2 separate regions of the Cricetulus griseus genome follow, and region 1 is linked to region 2. Evidence: chromatin contacts called from public Hi-C data. All regions are on one chromosome and are shown on one strand. Each heading gives the region's core, a stretch centred on a gene start, on an enhancer-like site or on the middle of the called end of the contact. The rest is flanking DNA. Distances are from core to core; before and after follow the strand shown. Region 1 has its middle 510 kb from the start of Qki. Region 2 has its middle 120 kb from the start of Qki.

Region 1 (3,178 bases), core at 155-2,654, 390 kb before region 2:
CTCCTCTGTGGTACCCTCTGCTGCAGAGAGACACAACTTTTCTTCACAATAAACTTAACTTGCTTACTCTTCTTTAAAAATATATACAAATTCTCAGCCACATCAGAGATCTTGCAACTCCAGCCCTGTGCTCAATCTGAGGATGGACTGTGTGGATGGTGATGGCAGCTGTGGTGAGGTTGATGGTGAGGACTGTGTTGAAGTTCATGACTGATGAGGATGGTGGTGATGGCGGCTGTGGTGAGGGTTGGTGGTGATGGCGGCTGTGGTGAGGGTTGGTGGTGATGTTTGTTGGTTTGGTTCATCTGTGGTGATATAGTACCTTGCAGGTATTTGAAAACCGTGTGGTTGTAAATCAGAATCATTTCAGTGATGTCCATGAAACATTCTATCCAAATTGCCAGAAATCTGGAAGGTTTAGGACTGGCACAAGACCCATTGTCAGAGTTGAAGGCTCTCTCACCTTTTAGGACTACCCATTAAAACAGGCTGCCACCATAGGTCGCAATGCTACTCAACACTCAGGAAGCTAAGGCAGACAGTCATTCAAACTTGAACCCTACCTGGGTTACAAGATGAGTTTTAGGACAGTGTAGACTCATGTGGTCTTTAAAAAACAAATCCAAAGACGAGATTCTCCCAGTACAACCTCACAATCAAGTGGCCTCTAAGGTTCCTGCAGGAAACATGACTATGGGGATATAGTACAGAAAAACACCAAAGCTCCCAGGACCCCAGGCACTGGGCTTTAGAATCAGGGTGGTCCCAGTTGCCCTAAAATTTGTGGGGCCCTGCAGAAAGACGTTGCCAAGGAATTTCCTTAGGCATATCATCAAGTAACAAAGCAAGGAGGGGTACTTGGGAGGGTTTAGAAAGAGGACTGAGAATGGACAATGATACAATTGTATATCAAAAAGTAATAATAATTTTGGCTGTGGTTCCCTGGGCCACTAGGGGGAGCCAGGAGAATGCTGCCAAAGGGTTCTCAGGGTCACCAGATCTGGGGAAGAAACTGGGAACCAGTAGAACAGTGACTTTCTCACGTTCACAGCTTCACACTCCTCTGAGCCACTCTGGAATCATGTTGATCTGGTAGAGACAGGGGTGCTCACTGAAGACACCGGACCTTCCTGGGACCGCCAGCCTCAGTTCCAGGCAGCCACATGAGGTCACACATGGCTGACCATCAAGGACACAGACAGAGAGGCTGCCAGAGGCTATTCTCAGAGAGTTAGCTTTGGAATGGAGGTGACAGGTCACTGTGGTGTTCAGAGCAGGGAGGGACTTTGGGATTGAAACCTTAGCCTTAACTGTAACTAGGCAGTCTCTTGGATTTAGACTCTTCTAAGAGGGGGTGCAGAAGAATGCCCTGAAGGGAGAAGCTCCTGAATACACTCATTCCAGGGAAACAGCTCACATCTCCTGGGCAGCAAGCAGTGTAGCCTGGAGTTACAGCCAGCCGCTGTCACAGACTTGGGCCCCTGCAGCTATTTTCCTCATTCATTTCTCTAAGGAAAACTGCTGACACTATTTCCCAAGCCTTAATTATACATAATAGCTATCTCTTTAGTCAAAGGAAAGCTGAATGTAAACTCAAAACCATATTGACATTATTGACCCACCACGGCCCCACATGAGCCTCACATCTGCCTGCCAATATGACAGACACTCATGGGAGAAGGACACAAACGCTCCATGTCCTTGACGGGCAGCCTTCATTTCCACATCAGGCAGATTCCATCTTAGCAGATTTGTGAGGAGGAAGAGAATCAAGCTCCTGATAAGAAACTTGGCTTTGGACTTCCCCTTTCTCCTCAGTATCTTTCGAGTGACAAGCAAGAGCTACTGTGGCTCAACACTCTCTGCCTAGACAAATTCTAAATATGGATCTGCACATATGTACAGACTAGATTGAGCACACCAGAGGAAAACAAGCTGGCCATTACTCCTGTCCCCTCCCTCTCTGTAGGAATCATTCTGCTTGCCAACAAGGGGCTATGCTCTTTTTGCCCCAGGTCCTACTCTGCAAAAGGTGGCCAATATATTCCACCCTAATAACTCTGGTGCATTAGTGCTTTATCACCAGGGACTGTGGGATGGTGCTCTGTATGTTTAACCAAGGTTAGAGTTTTTACTGCAGGGCTATTTTCTAATGGTAAGCGTGCTTCTGGCCTTCATGGTTGTAAGGGAATCCAATGTCCTTCAAAGGGGAGAAGAGTAATATGTGCCCAGAAGAAATCTGGTTTCTCTGCTTAGGCCCTCAGCTGCCTTGGAGAGTCTGGGAAGACAATATTATGAGCTGTTCAGCAGCTGCTTCTGGCTTCTGTATACTCTCCCCATCCCTTCAGTCACTAGTGAAATTGCCATGCTACTGTTTCCTCGTTTCTGTCTCAAAATTATCTGTGACTGAGTATCCCCAACACTTCCCAGGAAGCACAGCTGAAAACAGAATATATGTGAAGAGAAGGGCTATTCCCTCACATGGCTAGAGAAGGTTTGACTAAATGACCAGAACAAAGGCTCTTAATTAGAGCTGGGGGTGTGGGGGGACGACGACGACGACGACTCAAACATTTGTTCTGGGTAAAATCAATGCTGGAAAACAAAAATTTTCTGCAATAGTTGTGTGATCCATACGTCCCAGAAGCAAACCACATTTGCTTGCAATCGTCTGTCTCTTCATTCACATTGTAAGGAATCTTGAGTGGCCAGGTCAGGGAGAGCAATGCTAATTTCTATGTAAAGTGAATGAATGCCTGAATGAGGGTTTAAGGATGACCTCTGTGGCAGTCCAGGCCAGTACTTGGACTGTGGGAAGCCTTCAGAGCTGGAACTTCCTTCTTTCTCATGGCTGCAACATGCACTAGGGTCTCACCGTGCTCAGCCTCAAACCACAGATGGAGGAAGAAGGGTGCAGATGGAGAAGGGCTTCCTAACCACGGATATAGAAATGATAGGCTCCACCTCTGCTTTCATGCCCACGGTTAAAAGACTGCTCATCAGATATCAAGTGTGCAGATGAGGCTGGGAAGTGGTGCCCCAACAAAGCAATCATTTCCCAGAGATTCATTTCAACCAGGTTAAGACAGGCTTTAGTTCCAAGGACAAACAGCAGTCTTTGTCATGTGGTTATCTGGTACTGGGCTGACTCTTTGAGCAACATCTATGACAATGGGAA
Region 2 (3,431 bases), core at 83-2,582:
CTCTAGCTAGAGCTTTAGGCTGGGGCTCCATCTGACTGGGGTGTCATGTTTCAGATGTAACCCAAGTTATGTGGACTACTCAGTCTGGAAAAAATGTGGACACACCGGCTTTGTGAGTGCACAAGTGGGGCTGATATTTCTTGGTGGAAGCTTCAGCATAAACAAATAGCTCTTCAATCAGCTGACAATGTACAGAATAATTAGTGGAGATGAGCCTACCAGTGACTGAGAGTTCATAAAAGCCATGTCCCTTTGGAGAACAGAAAGCAAAACTTAAAGGAAAAATCTCGTTCCCTTTTCCCCATGCAAGACAGCTTGTATCATAAACCAAGAGCAATATGGGAATAATATCTCACTTTAAACCATTAGATCTCACCAAGGGCAGGCCACTTTTTCTTAGTTTTTTTTTTTTTCATTCTTTTGAAATTGACTGTCCTGATTGTAATCAAAACCTAAGAGCTGACTACTAATTCTGTGAAGATCAGACTGTTGGACTTGCTTATCTCGTGTTTTTTTTTTTTTTTTTTTTTTTGATACTAACTTTTATGTGTGTGTGCATGCCACAGCCCGTGTGTAGAAATCAAAGGACAGCTTTGGGGTCGGGGTCAAGTATTCTACCATCTGGGTTTAAGGCTTGGTGGTGAATGCCTTTTCCTGCTGAGTTATGTATCTGTTAGAGGCCAGTTTAAAACTTAGCTTCAGATCTTTCATATTACACTTTACCCACTAATTTCAAGTTTTACATTTTCTACCTGAAATCCTGAAAGTTAACTTTTGGGCATCTGCTTGCAATGTTTATACTCTTTCCACTAACCTGTTTTCAGTTTTATAGGCTGCATTACTTAGAATTCTACAGTACAAAAGTAACTTTTCAAACATGTGTCAAGCATAGCTGAGGTCATTATATAAGTTTGAAATGAATGATCCTGAAAATTACAAGACTAACTCAGTACTTCGAAAAAACTTGTGAATACTTTTCTCACTTTGCTCCCATTCAGTTCAACCAATAACTTTTTCATCAGTATCCAATTAAGTAACCACTATGTAAGCGGGGCATAAAACAGAGTAATACATTTTCACCCAAGAGATGCTGATACACTTAAATTTAATCAGTCTATGCACACAGTTTTGTAGCCAGACTAGTTGAAATTTAAAAAAGCAGAAATCCCCAAGTGACACCCAGCTAATATGATCTTCACTGTAAGACATAAACATTGTATGAATGACAGTGGTTTTTAAATATTTATTGTATTTGTGGTATGTGTGAGTTGTGCATGCCACTGCACCCATGTTGAGGTTAAAGACAGCATTTGGTTCTCTCCTACCATGGGTTGCAGGGATCAAATCCAGGTTGTCAGGGTAGCTGGGCAAGCATGATACTTGTTGAGTCACTTCTCGGTAGCTGGGCAAGCATGTTACTTGTTGAGTCACTTCCCAGTAGTAAGATTCTCAACCAACTCACAGATCACATTCATCTGATTCTCCCCACCCCAGGAAGACATTAAGATCTGTATGGCATGACTCAAAATTTTGGAAGGAAGGGTAGTGTCTAAAGATACAAATCATATTTCTGAACCTGGGCAGATAATGCAAACAGCTGGTAGTGTGTGAATCTAGGTACCTTAAGGAGTGGCAGTGGGGTTAACAAAAAATATTTTTGAGACAAGGAAAACATTTGGCTTACAACTAATGTGAGATTATGATCTTTGAAGAGAAGATTTGGGGATAACTCAAATCTTTAGACTTTTAACATCTGCTAAATCATCAAAAGATCAGGTCTGCCAGTCTATATACCTGGTACCATGGTTGCCAGCTAGCTGCCATTGGAGGTGTATGAAAAGGGTACCCTCCCAGTGATTAAGCAGATAGAGGGCAAAGGAACTTACACAAGCATAACAAGAAAAATTGGCTACCTTAAAGTACAGAGTTGTCAAAGGAAGCTTTTAATGGTATCAAGCTACTGGGAGAAATCTTAGCAGCTCTTCCACTTTGCTTAAGATACCAATATTAGTCATTTTCACATATAAATTGAGACTAAGATTTGATAAGCAATGCTTTTTGCTTATGGTGGTAGGTATGCATGATAAGCTAGCAACCCTACCAAGTGAGATACATCCTTAGCCCTCTTCAAAGAAATTCTTACATTTACAAAAATACCTAAAAACTGTACCAATGTTTTTCTAAAGGCACGTGGTATTTTGGATGCACAGACCAGCCAAGGACCACATAGTAGTTCATTGATTTCCGTTGTCTTTTAAACAGTGATCTGCTAAGAATTCTAGAATGTGAGATTCTTAAATTTTCTAAGCAGTGTTTAAAGGATCAATAAAAACTTAAATGTGCTCTTTACTTTACTTTGGTATTTGTGTCTGGAGGGGGGAGGCCACACTTTTAACTCATTCTTTTGGCTTGAGAAGATGCAGCACATGCATACTGTCCAGGTTTTATTGTACCTTGTGTACAGTCGTTTGCAGTTTTCCATTCATGTGTGATTTGGGAACACTATTCTGCACACAAATATATACATATATACATACACACACATATATATGAATTCATATATATACACACAATTTCCACAAGTTCAAGAATTTTCTGCATACCAATGTACTATAACCCACAATAGATATATTTGGCTCAAATCTTTTAATAACAAAACCTTTAGAGATATATAAAGTAATGTTTACCCTGGGGGCTGAGACTATCCCAGTGCTTGCCAGTGTCTCTTCAAGGGGCAGCAAGCTTCAAGTAATGTGACCTGCACTTTATCATGTCACCGTTCTAAGAACCGGCTGCCCACATCTCCCTAGCATGGATTAGTTGCTGCTCCTCCTCTCCCAATCCCTGGCAATTAGTACAGCAGAACAAAGAAAGGAGTGCATCCTGTTTCAGGTTAACCAGTTTGATTCAGCATTGAGCACCAGCTACAGATAACTTTTTTCCCCAAGTCTCTTCAAAATAAAGACAACTCAATTTAGGTAATTTTATATAGAAGAAATCAGGTATTAAATGTATCATGGATAATTCTAAAATGATACTGTCCATAAAATGGGTTAAGCTATTAGTCCCACTTTAAAGGCACTAAATGCTTGTGACAGTGTTATTCTATACACTTAAAAAATGTGGGAGACTAAGAAGCATTCAGAGAATTTAGCTTAATTAATGGAAAATTTGGTAACATGCTTCATTCCACCAAGAAAAATCACAAGCTGAGAATGCTGTACCAATGAGCTGTCATCAAGGAATAGACAGGCATCCCATTCCAGACACACAAGCAAACAATCCCTCCCAACACACACACACACACACACACACACACACACACACACACACACACACACACACACACACACCCTTTTCACCAAACACTTCTCTTATGTGCACACAAACATCACTTTTTTTATGGACAAGGTACTTCAACAATCCCCTTC

The links. A called contact is a pair of places that touch in the nucleus more often than the background predicts.
Region 1: a Hi-C map of fibroblasts shows a contact between it and region 2, with 6 times the contacts expected there. The contact joins two enhancer-like sites. A contact is called at or near these places in 3 of 8 Hi-C or Micro-C datasets (the CHK-Q cell line, the CHO-K1 cell line and fibroblasts).

Annotation. Positions count from the first base shown.
Region 1 is chr2:291,001,132-291,004,309 of CriGri-PICRH-1.0, reverse strand. No RefSeq gene overlaps it. Among named protein-coding and RNA genes, the nearest start is that of Qki, 510 kb to the right of the region's middle. Within about 2 kb of position 1,404, at least 3 of the 6 cell types and tissues checked have open chromatin away from gene starts, as enhancers often do. A contact at or near this core is called in the CHO-K1 cell line and fibroblasts, where this site is marked.
Region 2 is chr2:290,607,317-290,610,747 of CriGri-PICRH-1.0, reverse strand. No RefSeq gene overlaps it. Among named protein-coding and RNA genes, the nearest start is that of Qki, 120 kb to the right of the region's middle. Within about 2 kb of position 1,332, at least 2 of the 6 cell types and tissues checked have open chromatin away from gene starts, as enhancers often do. A contact at or near this core is called in the CHO-K1 cell line and fibroblasts, where this site is marked.